Linked DNA regions of Mus musculus: region 1 is linked to region 2. Evidence: chromatin contacts called from public promoter capture Hi-C data. All regions are on one chromosome and are shown on one strand. The core of a region is the stretch at or near the end of the contact, and the rest is flanking DNA. Distances in the headings are between cores, read along the strand shown. Region 1 holds the start of Atg4d (autophagy related 4D, cysteine peptidase). Region 2 holds the start of Tyk2 (tyrosine kinase 2).

What was found. Capture Hi-C pulls out chosen DNA fragments and counts their contacts.
Region 1: a promoter capture Hi-C map of adipose tissue shows a contact between it and region 2. The contact joins the promoter of Atg4d here to the promoter of Tyk2 in region 2. A contact is called at or near these places in 1 of 115 datasets of contacts at active chromatin or transcription factors (embryonic stem cells) and 3 of 9 other capture datasets (adipose tissue, liver and pancreatic islet).

What each region holds. Positions count from the first base shown.
Region 1 is chr9:21,262,442-21,269,001 of GRCm38.p6, forward strand. Atg4d (autophagy related 4D, cysteine peptidase) reads left to right here and starts at 2,844. Exons shown (of 10, transcript NM_153583.10): 1 at 2,844-3,276; 2 at 4,298-4,381; 3 at 4,466-4,639; 4 at 5,810-6,086; 5 at 6,164-6,228. The coding sequence starts at 3,042.
Region 2 is chr9:21,129,337-21,135,342 of GRCm38.p6, forward strand. Tyk2 (tyrosine kinase 2) reads right to left here and starts at 1,939. Exons shown (of 25, transcript NM_018793.2): 1 at 1,836-1,939.

The DNA.
Region 1 (6,560 bases), core at 1,594-4,093, 130 kb after region 2:
AGGGTTAAAAGACAGCTTTTGGGAGTTGGCTTCACCATCTCCCATTTGGGTCCTGGGGGTCAAAGTCAGGTCACCAGTCTTAGCAACAAGTGCCTATACACACTGAGAAATTTACAAACTCCTTTTGCCCTCATTTGATTTTGTTGTTGTTGTTGAGTTTTGTTGTTCTAATACTTGTGTGTGTTTTTGATACAGGGTCTCACCATGTGAGCCCATAGTGGTCTTGAATTCACAGAGATCCATCCTGCCTCTACTTAATGCTGGGATCAAATTCTCTCTCTCTCTCTCTCTCTCTCTCTCTCTCTCTCTCCTTCTCTCTCTCTCTGTTTTGTCTCTTTCTCCCTCTTTGATTTTTTTTTCAAGACAGCCCTGGCTGTGCTGGAAATCACTCTGTAGACCAGGCTGGCCTTGATCTCAGAGACCTGCCTGCCTCAGCCTGCCTAGTGCTGGGACTAACGGTGTGAGGTATGACTGCCCAGCATGGTCACCCCACCCCTGGTTTTTTTTTTTTTTTCCCTTGAGATCGGATCTGATGGCCTCAAACTTGCTATGTGTGTAGCCCAGGGTGAACTGCCTCCACCCCCAAGTGCCTGATACACACGGTTTATGTGCTGCTGGGGACTGAGCCCACACTTTGTGCATGCCAGGTAGGCACTCTACCAACTAAGCCCCAGCTCCAGCCTTATTTCAAGTATCTTAGGTGGCAATCTGATATGATTTCATTTCAGGGAAAGGTCTATATAGTCAGGGCACTGAAGTACTCACTACTCCATCAAAGATGCCTTTGGCCTTTCTTTTTCTCTTTTGCAGTGCGGGGACTGAACATGCCCCATGAGTGCTACAACAAAGCCTTACCAATCTACCCTCCTCTATACTCCCCGCCCCTGCTGATTTCCCCTCCCTCCAAGCCTATCCAACTACAAATGAGGTTGCAGCCTTTCCTATTTTATATAAAAAGACATCCTACTTTCTGATACGGCCCCCCTTCTTTCTCTTTGGGTTGGAATCTTTCCTTGGATATGCATCAGTTGTATGAAGATTCAGTTGGGGCGATGCAGGAGAACCTTGTATGCCTGTAATCCCAGCACTCTGGAGGCGGAGAGAGAAGGATCATAAATTTAGGACAGAGTAGCAGGTAAAGGTGCTTGCTGCCAGCCGGACGACCCGAGTTCAGTCCCTAGGACTCATGTGGTAGAAGGTGACTTCCAAAAGTTGCCCTCTGAGTGCCACATAAGTGCTGTGGCAAGGATGTGTACACACATGCACACACACACCCACGCACGTGTGTGCACTCGCGTACACACACACACACGTGCACATACACACACAGATAAATAAGTGTAATAAATAAATAATAGGCAAATTCAAGGCCATCCTCAGGCACATAGCTTGTAAGTTCAAGCTCAGCCTGGGCTACATAAGATAGGGTCTCAAAATACCAAAATTGGGGCCGGAGAGATGGCTCAGCAGTTAAGGGCACTGGCTGCTTTTTCAGAGGTCCTGAGGTCAATCCCCAGCAACCACATGGTGGCTCAAAACCATTTGTAATGGATTCTGATGCCCTCTTCTGGTGTGTCTGAAGACAGCGACAGCGTTCTCATAAAAATAAAATAAATAAATAAATAAAAAAGATTCACTAAAAAAAATGCCAAAATCGTTTTCCTTTTTTTTTTTTTTAATTTATTTACTTATTATATGGAAGTACATTATAGCTGTCTTCAGACACTCCAGAAGAGGGAGTCAGATCTCGTTACGGATGGTTGTGAGCCACCATGTGGTTGCTGGGATTTGAACTCTGGACCTTCGGAAGAGCAGTTGGGTGCTCTTACCCACTGAGCCATCTCACCAGCCCTCGTTTTCCTTTTATAGTCTTACAGATAACTCCCTCAAATTTTGCTCAGGAGAAAACTGAGGCACTGAGAATCATGACCAATGGGGCACCAATGGGTCAGGGATAGTCACATCCCCAGGGTGACATCTGTTCTGGGTTGATAAACTCTGTTGTGTTCACAGTCTCTTTCGTTCTCATGAAGCTCAGGCTGGTTTCAAACGCCTTGCACAACAGAGGAGGGGCCTGTGCCCCTGCCTTTGCCTCAGAGACTTGGGTTTCATGCACCACTACACTCAGTTTCTGGGTTTCAGGGAATAGAACACAGGGCCTCACGTGTGCTAGGCCCTCTACCAACTCAGCTCCATCGCCAGTGTGCTCAGTCTTTGAGTACCCCAGCACTAAAGAAGCTGACGCAGGCGGGCAGCCATGAGTTGGAGGCCAGCCTGAGCTCCAGGGTGGGTTCTCTGCCTGGGCTCTCCAATTTCACTGCAGGTCGGGGCATGTGTTCTGGGCGTGAACGGAGCTCGTGTGCCTAAGCAGGACTTGAATAGTCGGAATGTATTCTCCTTAGGAGAGTCAGGTCTAAGTGAGAGCTTGTCTCAAAACATTGGAAAGGCCCTTCAGATGGCTCAGCGGATAAAGATGCGATAAAGGTGCTGGCTGTCTAGGAACCTGAGTTGGCTCTTACGAGATCTCCACAGGCACGACAAGCCCCATGTATCGCACCCAGAACATGGGACCTTCAATGCAGTGGAATTTGAGTGGCAGGGCGGGGAAATCTGCACTTTTGAGCGAGAGAAGGTCCGGCGTCCGCAGCTTGAGATGTCATTCAGAACAAGGGTGTGCAAGGCTTGAGAAAGGGCTGTAAATGGGCGTGGCTTCTCCGGCTCTGACCCATTGGTCTGAGATAAGGGCCCCCAGGGACGCGCTTGCGCCTGCGCGGTGAGATTAGGAGGGTGTGGTGAGTCCAAGGGAGGCGGACTGTACAGGGGCGTGGCTTGCTCGCTAGCCAAGCCCACCGTATCCGGGTGCTCTGGGCCACCAAGATGGCGCTGGCTGTGGGAGCCCGGGTATCCGCTGCGGCCAGAGCCGGACCCGGGAGCCCGGCTCTGAGTATAGAGTAACACTGTGCTGGCCGCGGGGCTGCTCCCGAGCGTTCGCAGTTCCCCGGACCTCGGGGACACCTGCGTCCTTCCTCTCCGGCGGGTCCATGAACTCCGTGTCGCCGGCTGCGGCGCAGTACCGCAGCGGGAGCTCGGAGGACGCGCGCCGGGCCGATTGTCGCCGGCCGAGGGGACAAACCCGTATCCCGGATCCTAGCAACCTGGGACCTTCGGGGTCCGGAGTGGCAGCTCTCGGTTCATCTGGGACAGACCCCGCCGAGCCCGACGAGGTGGACAAGTTCAAAGCCAAGTTCCTGACAGCCTGGAACAACGTCAAGTATGGTGAGGAGGGGGTGCACTGGTCAAGGGTGTCAGAGGGGTCAGAGCAAAAGAAACCAAACCTTTACCCTGTCCTGTGGATGAGCCCATCCAGGAGGAGTCACAAGCAGGTCCTCCGCCCTTCCCAGTCCTGGACGTGGGGCAGGTTAAATGGGAAAGGTTTTCAAGCTCCGCCCATTGCACCTGTTTGACCTTGGCCAAATACCTTGCTTTCCTGCGGTCTGTTTACTGCCCTCTGTAACATAGGTGCAATAGTATGAACAGAGTTAATAGATGTTGGTTCACACCTGTAATCCCAGCACTTGGGATGCTGAGGCAGGAGGTTTACCAAGAGTTCTAGGCTATCCTGGACTATATAATAAGTTCCAGGCTGACTTGAGCTCCTCATGAGACTGGGTCTCAAAAAATCGGAAAACAGGGGGCTGGAGAGACTGCTCAGCAGCCTTGGCTGTTCCTCCAGAGGAACAATTACCAGCACCCACATGGCAATTCACAATTGTCTGTAACTCCAGTTTCATGGGATCTAACACCCTCACACAGGTATACATGCAGGCAAAACACCAGTGGATATTTTAAAAAAAAATTGGAAAAAGGCTAGTGAGATGCCGCAGTAGTTAAAGGCATTTGTCACCAAGCTTAAGGACCTCAGCTCCAGCCTGGACCCCAATGGTGGAAGGAGAGCCCCCACTCCTGTCAATGTTCTATACTCCAGACCCAAACTGTGGTGCTTGCTTGTCCACATATATACACAAGCTCACATACACAAAATAAAAATGTGCTTTATAGATTTACAGCAAAACCCAACAGTCAGAATAGAACGGCCCTGGGTTGATAGTGGGTCCTTATGAAGATGTGACTAAGTCCCACCTGTGTTCCAGACAGATGTGGTGTGGCATGGATTTTGCAGAGCCGCCGCCCTGACATCTCAGCTAGGATCAGGCCCAGTTCAACACTGGGGAATGGAAGACCCATTGCTGATACTTGAGTGCTTTAAATTGCTGCGAGCTACTCCATGTTTCCCCAGGTTGGGCAGTTAAAAGCCGGACCAGCTTCAGCAAGATCTCCACTGTTCACCTCTGCGGGCGATGCTACCATTTCGAGGGAGAGGGTGAGGTGTCAAATCTGGAACCAGGGTAGGGGAAGTCTCCTAGGGTTCTCCTTGATTGCCAGGCTGACCAGTTGGTTCTCATAGGTGACATCCAGCGGTTTCAAAGGGACTTTGTATCTCGACTATGGCTCACATATCGCCGGGACTTCCCACCCCTTGCTGGAGGCAGCCTGACCTCAGACTGTGGCTGGGGATGTATGTTACGAAGTGGTCAGATGATGCTGGCCCAGGGCCTGCTCCTGCATTTTCTGCCTAGAGGTGAGTTGTGTATATGCAGGCTGCAAGTGCCTGGCTTCTGGCTCAGCCCTTTAAAACTGCTGCAGACTGTGAGTTGAACAGTGCAGTGGAATTCCAGAACTTGGGAGGTTGAAGCAGGATTTTGAGATATAGTACCCAGTCTGGGATACATAGTGAGTTTCAGGCCAGTTAGAGATAAGTGTGTGAGTGTGTGTGTGTGTGTGTGTGTAGTGTGTGTATATTTTTGACATATATGTATGTATGTGTACATATATATGTATATGTCAGGAAAACAAGATCTTAAGTGGTGCCTGCCTGCAAACATAGCAAGTGCTTAGAGGAGGTAGGAAAAACAGAAGTTCAAGATTATGTCTCAAAAATTAAATAATTATTGAGGCCTAGTGCCTTTAATCCCAGTACGTAGGCAGAGGCAGGCAGATCTCTGTTAGTTCGAGGCCAGCCTTGTCTACAGAGTAGGTTCCAGAACAGCCATGGCTACACAGAGAAGCCCTGCCTTGAAAAACCAAAACAAATACATAAACCAGTAAATAAATAAGCAGCACTTACTGCTTGCAGAGGATGCAGGTTTGATTGCGAGACCCACACGTGAGTTACCTTCTCACCATAGGTAATTGCAGTTTCTGGGACTCTGACTCTTGTGGAATCTTGAGCTCCAGGCCCTCACAGAGCTCTTAACTATTTAGAGGCAAAACACTGCTGCACGTTGGCTAAAAATAGACCTTTACTTTTTTTTTTTTTTTTTTTTTTTTTTTTTGAGACAGGGCTTCTCTGTATAGTCCTGGCTGTCCTGGAACTCACTCTGTAGACCAGGCTGGCCTCGAACTCAGAAATCCGCCTGCCTCTGCCTCCCGAGTGCTGGGATTAAAGGCGTGCACCAGTGCCCAGCAGACCTTTACTTTTTAAAAATGAGTTTTGGCAGGATTTGGTGGCACAGGCCTTTGATTCCAGCACTTGGGAGGCAGAGGTAGGCAGATCTCTGTAAGTTTGAGGCCAGCCTGGTCTACAGAATGAGCCAGGGTCATTATACAGAAATGCAGTCTCAAAAAAGCAAAAATCAAGACAAAAAAGTAGGTCAGTTTGTAATTTCCATGAGTATTAGAGTGTGAGTCCAATAGGAGGGAAGGAGGGTGCTGTGCCACAGTTTAGCTCTCAGTGTCTTCTCGTCCTCAGACTGGAGGTGGGTGGAAGGCACAGGCCTGGCTTCCTCTGAGATGCCAGGGCCAGCCTCTCCCAGTCGCTGCCGAGGGCCTGGTCGTCGTGGGCCCCCAAGATGGACACAGGGTGCACTGGAGATGGAGCAGGACCGTTGGCACCGGCGGATTGTTTCCTGGTTCGCTGATCATCCACGGGCCCCCTTCGGTCTACATCGGCTAGTGGAGCTTGGGCGGAGCTCGGGCAAGAAGGCAGGAGACTGGTACGGGCCCTCTGTGGTGGCACACATCCTCAGGTGAGACCCATTGCAGGGAAGATGGGAGCTGCTGGTGACCCCAGGAACTCAAGCCTGTCTGCTCTCCTGCCCCCCAGGAAAGCTGTGGAGAGTTGCTCAGAAGTCAGCCGCCTGGTGGTGTACGTCTCTCAGGACTGCACAGGTAAGGCTGGGGACAAGCCAGTGCTACCCAAAGCCCCGATTTCTCAGGGGCTGATGGAAGTTTTGGGATAGAGGTTTCCTCTTGTGCTTCTCTGCAAGACCTAGAAAGTCAGAATGAAAGATTCAAGGGGGGGGGGGGCTCCCTTCTTCACTCCAGTCCCACTTAAAAAAAAAATAACAAAACACCACAACACTACATATCTTTATTTGTGTGTGTATGTGGGGGGTGTGGGAATCCTGTACCAATGTGCACTTGATCTCGTGGGGGAGTGTTGTCTCCTATGGGTATAGACATGGGACTTGGGTCAGCATGCTTGGCAGCAGGTCCTTTAC
Region 2 (6,006 bases), core at 689-3,188:
CCCAGCACTCGGGAGGCAGAGGCAGGAAGATTTCTGAGTTCAAGGCCAGCCTGGTATACAAAGTGAGTTCCAGGACAGCCAGGGCTACACAGAGAAACCCTGTCTGGAAAAACCAAAAACCAAAAAAAAAAACAAAACCAAAACAAAAAAAGAAAACCCAGAAAAAAAAAAAAAACAAACCAAAAACGTATGAACATGGTGATGTGTGTGCATGTACATAGTGTGCACATGTGTGCATGTTATAGGTGTATATATTCCTGTTGTACCCATGTGTGTGCAGGCATATGTGTACATGACATGTATGTACGTACATAAATTATGTGTGTTTAGATAATATATACAAGTGCATGTGTATAGGCATATGTGTGCATCTCACATGTGTGTGTATGATGCATGGATGTGTGTATAGTGCATGAATGTGTATAGGGAAATATGTACATGCATATGTATGTGTGTGCATGCACAGTGTATACATGTGTGTGCACCTGAGTGTGAAAGTCAGCTTCGGCCAGAAGTGGACATTAGGTCCTTCCTCTATTACTTTCTACTTTTTAAATGCTTTTTCAAACATGGTTTCTCTGTGTAGCCCTGGATATCCTGGAACTTACTCTGTAGACCAGGCTGGCCTCAACCTCAGAGATCTGCCTGCCTCTGCCTCCCAAGTGCTGGGACTAAAGGAATACACCATGACTGCCTGGCTTCCACACTTATAATAAGTGTGAACATTGTGCCTACATGTTTGTCTGTACCTCATATGTTCCTGGTACCGATGGAGGCCAGAAGATGGGGTAAGATCCCCTGGAACTGGAGTTATATATGGTTGAGAGCTGCCATGTGGGTGCTGGGAACTAAATCTAGGTCCTCTGTGTTAACAGTGACTGTAACCCTGAGTCGTTTCTCCTACTCCTTTACCTTATTTTTTGAGGCATGGTATTACTAAACCAAGGTCACTGTTCTGGCTGGGCTGTCTTGGGAGCCCCTAAGAGCTTCCTGTCTCCATCCCCTAGTGCTGGAGTGACATGCCTGCTGCCACACTCCGGTTTCTGTGAGTGTTGGGATTCAAACTTGGGTCCTTATGTTAGCAGGCACTTTTCCAACTGAGGGAACATCCATTCATCCTTTATGTTATGATTTTGATGTTGGTCCAACAGTGTAGCCCAGGCTATCCTGGAACTCACACTGTAGCTCACACTGGTCTCCAAAGCATGGTGGTCCTTTTGCCTCAGTATTCTAAATGCAGGAATAATGCACTATACTCAACATCACACACACACAATTTTAATTTTGAGGCAGCATTTTACAATAGAGCTCACAGCAATCCCTCTGCCTCTGCCTCCTCAGTGTTGGACTCGGAGGCAGATAGGTCAGCAAGCCCAACCTTGAGCCCACCAGCCTTAGTAATTTATGTGACTGTAGGCGCACCTACATACAGTCAGATCTGCCTGTAAAGGAGGCTGGGGCCAGTGTCTATCTCAAAGGCAAGAGAGAAAGCGTCTGGCACACAGTAAGCGGTTAATAGTTGTGGACCGTATCTATTCCTGTTCAGGGCGCCATCCTGGGGACATGGGCTTTTAAGAGAACTCCCTTCCTCCTTCCTGGATCGTCTCAAAAATTCAGGTTTAGCTTTGAAGACGAAATCCAGGTAGTTTGTACTTGCAGAAACTGCATCTCTCCGCACCGACTGTCCGAAAACTTGCCTACCTATCTGGCCCAGGCAATAACTGCACTGTGCACTCTCCAGGTAACCCACCAGTCTCACTCTGGGGCAGTGTTAATGCAGGCAAGTCCCAAGCCTCCTCGCTGCCAGCTTCCCACAGCGGACCCTCTGCACTCACCGTTTCCGGAGTACTCAGGCTTGGGACCCTGGACCCCGCCCCACTGCCTCGGGGAGCCGCTGGAAGTCCACCGCCTACGCGCCACTTGCCATTGGCTACCTGAAGTGCGCATGCCTTTGGCTGCGGTCCGTCCCACCCAGTTTACGGTCCTACATCCCTATTGGTCATTGTACGAGAACAGCGGCGTTCCGAATGTTGATGGTGAGGGATTATTTTAGTCGTGATTTGTTGGCGTGGCAAGCGGAACTGAGGAGGCCTCTACGATTGGACGTCGAAGGTGAGGGCGGAAACGCAGAGGAGGGCTGCAGGGCCGGGCGGAAAAGTGAGGTCTGTAGGCGAAGGACCTGGAACCCTCATTGCCTAGGCTTCTGCCCGTCGGCCTACACCAGGGTATCGCGGCTGCAGAGTCACCCAGGCTTGAGGCTCCCAGTGCTATCCCTACACATCCAACCTCTCCCATCACCACCCCTTTTAAAATACCGTATCCCAAGCCCCACCCCCCAAGCTTTCCTTGAACAGTCTTTGGTGAATAGGCTGTAGCTCAGTGCTTGCAATTAAGTGTGAAGACACATGCCTGTAGTCTCAGCACTTGAGTGGAAAAGAAAGCTCAGAAGAGATGGCTCAGAGGTTAAGAACACTGACTGCTCTTCCAGAGGTCCTGAGTTCAATTCCCAGCAACCACATGGTGGCTCACAACCATCTGTAATGGGATCCGATGCCCTCTAATGATGTGTCTGAAGACGCGACAGTGTACTCAAATACATAAAATAAATAATTTTTTTAAAAAAAAAGTTCAATGCCATCCTCTCTACTTTGAGTTGGGGCGAGATTTGAGAACGACATAGGCTGTATGAGACCCAGTTTTTGTTTTTGTTTAAAGATTTATTCAAGACGGGCAGTGGTTGCACATGCCTGTAATCCCAGCACTCGGGAGGCAGAGGCAGGCGGATCTCTGAGTTTGAAGCCAGCCTGGTCTACAGAGTGTGTTCTAGGACAGCAAGGACTACACAGAGAAATCCTGTCTCGAGAAACCAAAAAAAAAAAAAAAAAAAAAAATATTCATTGTTATATGTAGGAAGACTGTAGATGTCTTCAGACACACGGGAAGAGAGCATCAGGTCTTGTTAAGGATGTGTGCCACCTTGTGGTTGCCTGGATTTGAACTCCTGTCAATCAGCAGCCTATGCCTCCCTGCCTGTTGCCCATTTCCGAGGCTCTCCAAATATGTTTCCTTTAACTTCATTGACTTTTGTCCCTAGTCCAGATCTATATTAGTACGGTTCCACTCGGCCGGTGCACACCATCCATGAATCAGAAGCAGATTGCAAACTGCTCCAGAGATGATCTACACCGCACCAGACCCAAGCAGCCCTACAAACCAGAAAGCCCTGGACCTGCTAAAAACTAACGTGAGCCCAGGCGCCCAGCAAATGAGACTGTCCCTTCAGCTGGGTCGGCAAATCATACGCTTGTGGTGAATGCCTCACTGCCCTAATTTCCTCCCCTACTCTGGCTAACAGACCAGCCTCCCTGGGCTGTGACAGGGAGTCCTAATTTCACCAGAAAGTAGTTACAGAGCAGAGAGCATAACCCCTTCTCCTCAACAAAGTGCTGGGGTGCTCGATACCAGGAAACTCCCTGGTAAAGGAAACAAAATGGTGACTTTGTTTTGTTTTTTTCCCCTTTAAGATTTATTTATTTATTTATTTATTTATTTAGTGTATGTGAGTACACTGTAGCTGTCTTCAGACACACCAGAAGAGGGTGTCATCTCATTATGGGTGGTTGCTGGGATTTGAACTCAGGACCTTTGGAAGAGCAATCAGTGCTCTTACGCACTGAGCCAGCTTGCAAGCTCTATTATTCTTAATCATGATTCCTGCCTCTCTGTCTGTCTTTTGAGAAAGGGTTTCTCTGTGTGACCCTGGCTGTCCTTGAAGTCAGACTCACCTGCCACTGCCTCCTGAGTGCTGAGATTAAAGGCGTGCGCCACCACTGGCTGCTCTAGAAACTTTTCTATTGCTGTGATAAAACACCATGACCAAGGCAGTTCACAGAAGGCAAGTTTATTTGGGGCTTAGGGTTTCAGAGGGGAGGAATTCACCACCATGATGGCTTAAAGCACAGAGGAAAGCCCCAGGCATGCGGCTGGTAGAGCTGTGAAGTAACATCTGTAACCACAGGCAGGAAACGGTAAGCGAGGAATATCTGAAGCTCAACTCTTAAAGCCCGCTCCCAGTGATGCGCGCTCTCCAGCAAGGCTACACCTCCCAAGCCTTCCCAAGCAGCTACACTAACTGGGGACCAAGAATTCAAATGCCCAAGGCTATGGGTGACCTTATCATTCAAACCACCAGAAATGAGAAGCCAGACTTGAAACTAAGACAGTCAAGCTTAGATCTGTTGTCCTTCTGCCATGGTGTCCTTACCAACTGAGAGGACATATCTTTCTCCCTTCCTGGGATGCTAGAGACTGAATCGTGAGGTTCTGCACTTGCCAGCCCTGCTCTCACTCCACTCTTCTTTCCTCTTCCTCCTTGCTTTTAACTTTTAATTTCTTTTTTTTTAGATTTATATGTACGGGTATTTAGCCTATTAGTGTTTCTACACACTATATGCATGCCTGGTGCCCATGAAGGCCAGAAGAGGGCATTGGAGTTACTGATGGTTTTATAATAAAAACCAAATCCAGGTCCTCTGCAAGAGCAGCCAGTGTTTTTGTTTTTTTTTTTTTTTTTTTTTAGATTTATTTATTTATTGTATGTAAGTACACTGTAGCTGTCTTCAGACAGTCCAGAAGAGGGCATCAGATTTCGTTAGGGATGGTTGTAAGCCACCATGTGGTTGCTGGGATTTGAACTCAGGACCTTCGGAAGAGCGGTCGGCGCTCTTAACCACTGAGCCACCATCTTGCCAGCCCACAGCCAGTGTTCTTAACTGCTGAGCCGTATCTTTAGCCCCATATCCTCCTCCTTTTCATTTTTTCTTTTTCCATGACAGGGCTTCTCTGTGTAGCCCTGGCTGTCCTGGAATTCACTCTGTAGATCAGGATGGCCTCAAACTCTTTTGTGTCCTGAATGCTGGGATCAAAGGCGTATACCGCCACCCAGCTTTTCTTTTCTTTCCTCTTCTTTTCTTTTCTTTTCTTTTCTGAGACAGGCTCTTATGTAGCTCAGTTTGCGTCTCTATATAGGACGACCCTGAGCCCAATCCTCTTCCCTCCACTCTGGCCAGGGCGCATGTGTGCATGCGTGCGTGCGTGCGTGGTGCGTGGTGCGTGTGTGTGTGTGTGTGTGTGTGTGTGTGTGTGTGTGTGCTGGGATGGGACCTGGGGCACTGTCTATACTGGATGAGCACATCACTCAGCTCTTTGAGGTTCTGTACTTCCATCTTCACTGGTCTAGAATGTGAGACCCACCAGGGAGGGCACATGCCCAGTGGGCAGACACCGAGTGGTCTGAGCTGGAGGCCAGGCTGCTCTCTCTCTGCTTTCAAAGGGCCAGCTGTCTTTCCCTGCTGACACTCTGTGGTGGCTCGAATGAGTGGGCCCCACAGACTCATATATTTGAATCTTGGTTTCCACTTGGCATATCTGTTTGGAAAGGGTCAGGAGATGTGCCCTTGTTGGAGGTGTTGTCACTGAGGGTGGATGGGTTTGAGACTTCAAAGGGCCAAGGTATTCCCAGTTCTCTTTTCTATGCCTCCTGCTTGTGGTTCAGGGTGTCATCTCATCTACTTCTCCATTCGCGTGCCTGCCTGCTGCCATGCTCCCCACCATGATAAAGGACTCTAATTCTCTGCAATTCTGATCCCCAAATAAATGTGTTCTTTTATAAATTGCCTTGGTCATGGTGTCTCTTCACCGCAATGAAAATAACTAAAACAGTCTCCTCTGCCACTGCCCAGGCCACAAGAGTTCAATAGCAGGAAGAGGACTGTGCCAAATTCAAGAGCCGGCTCAGATGGGTGGAGTCCCTCTGGAGTTCGGAAGCTGAAATAGAGGGCCTGGATCCTGTACCCAGCACTTCAAACTGGGTGACTCATAACAATAATGGCCCTAATAATCACAGTAATAATAAACAACAGCTCTTTCCCCCCCAGGGGATGCTGAGTCACGAGCCGGGGTAGCCAGAGTTTGGCATTCTCCAAAGGTCCCAAGGCTTGGCTTTTT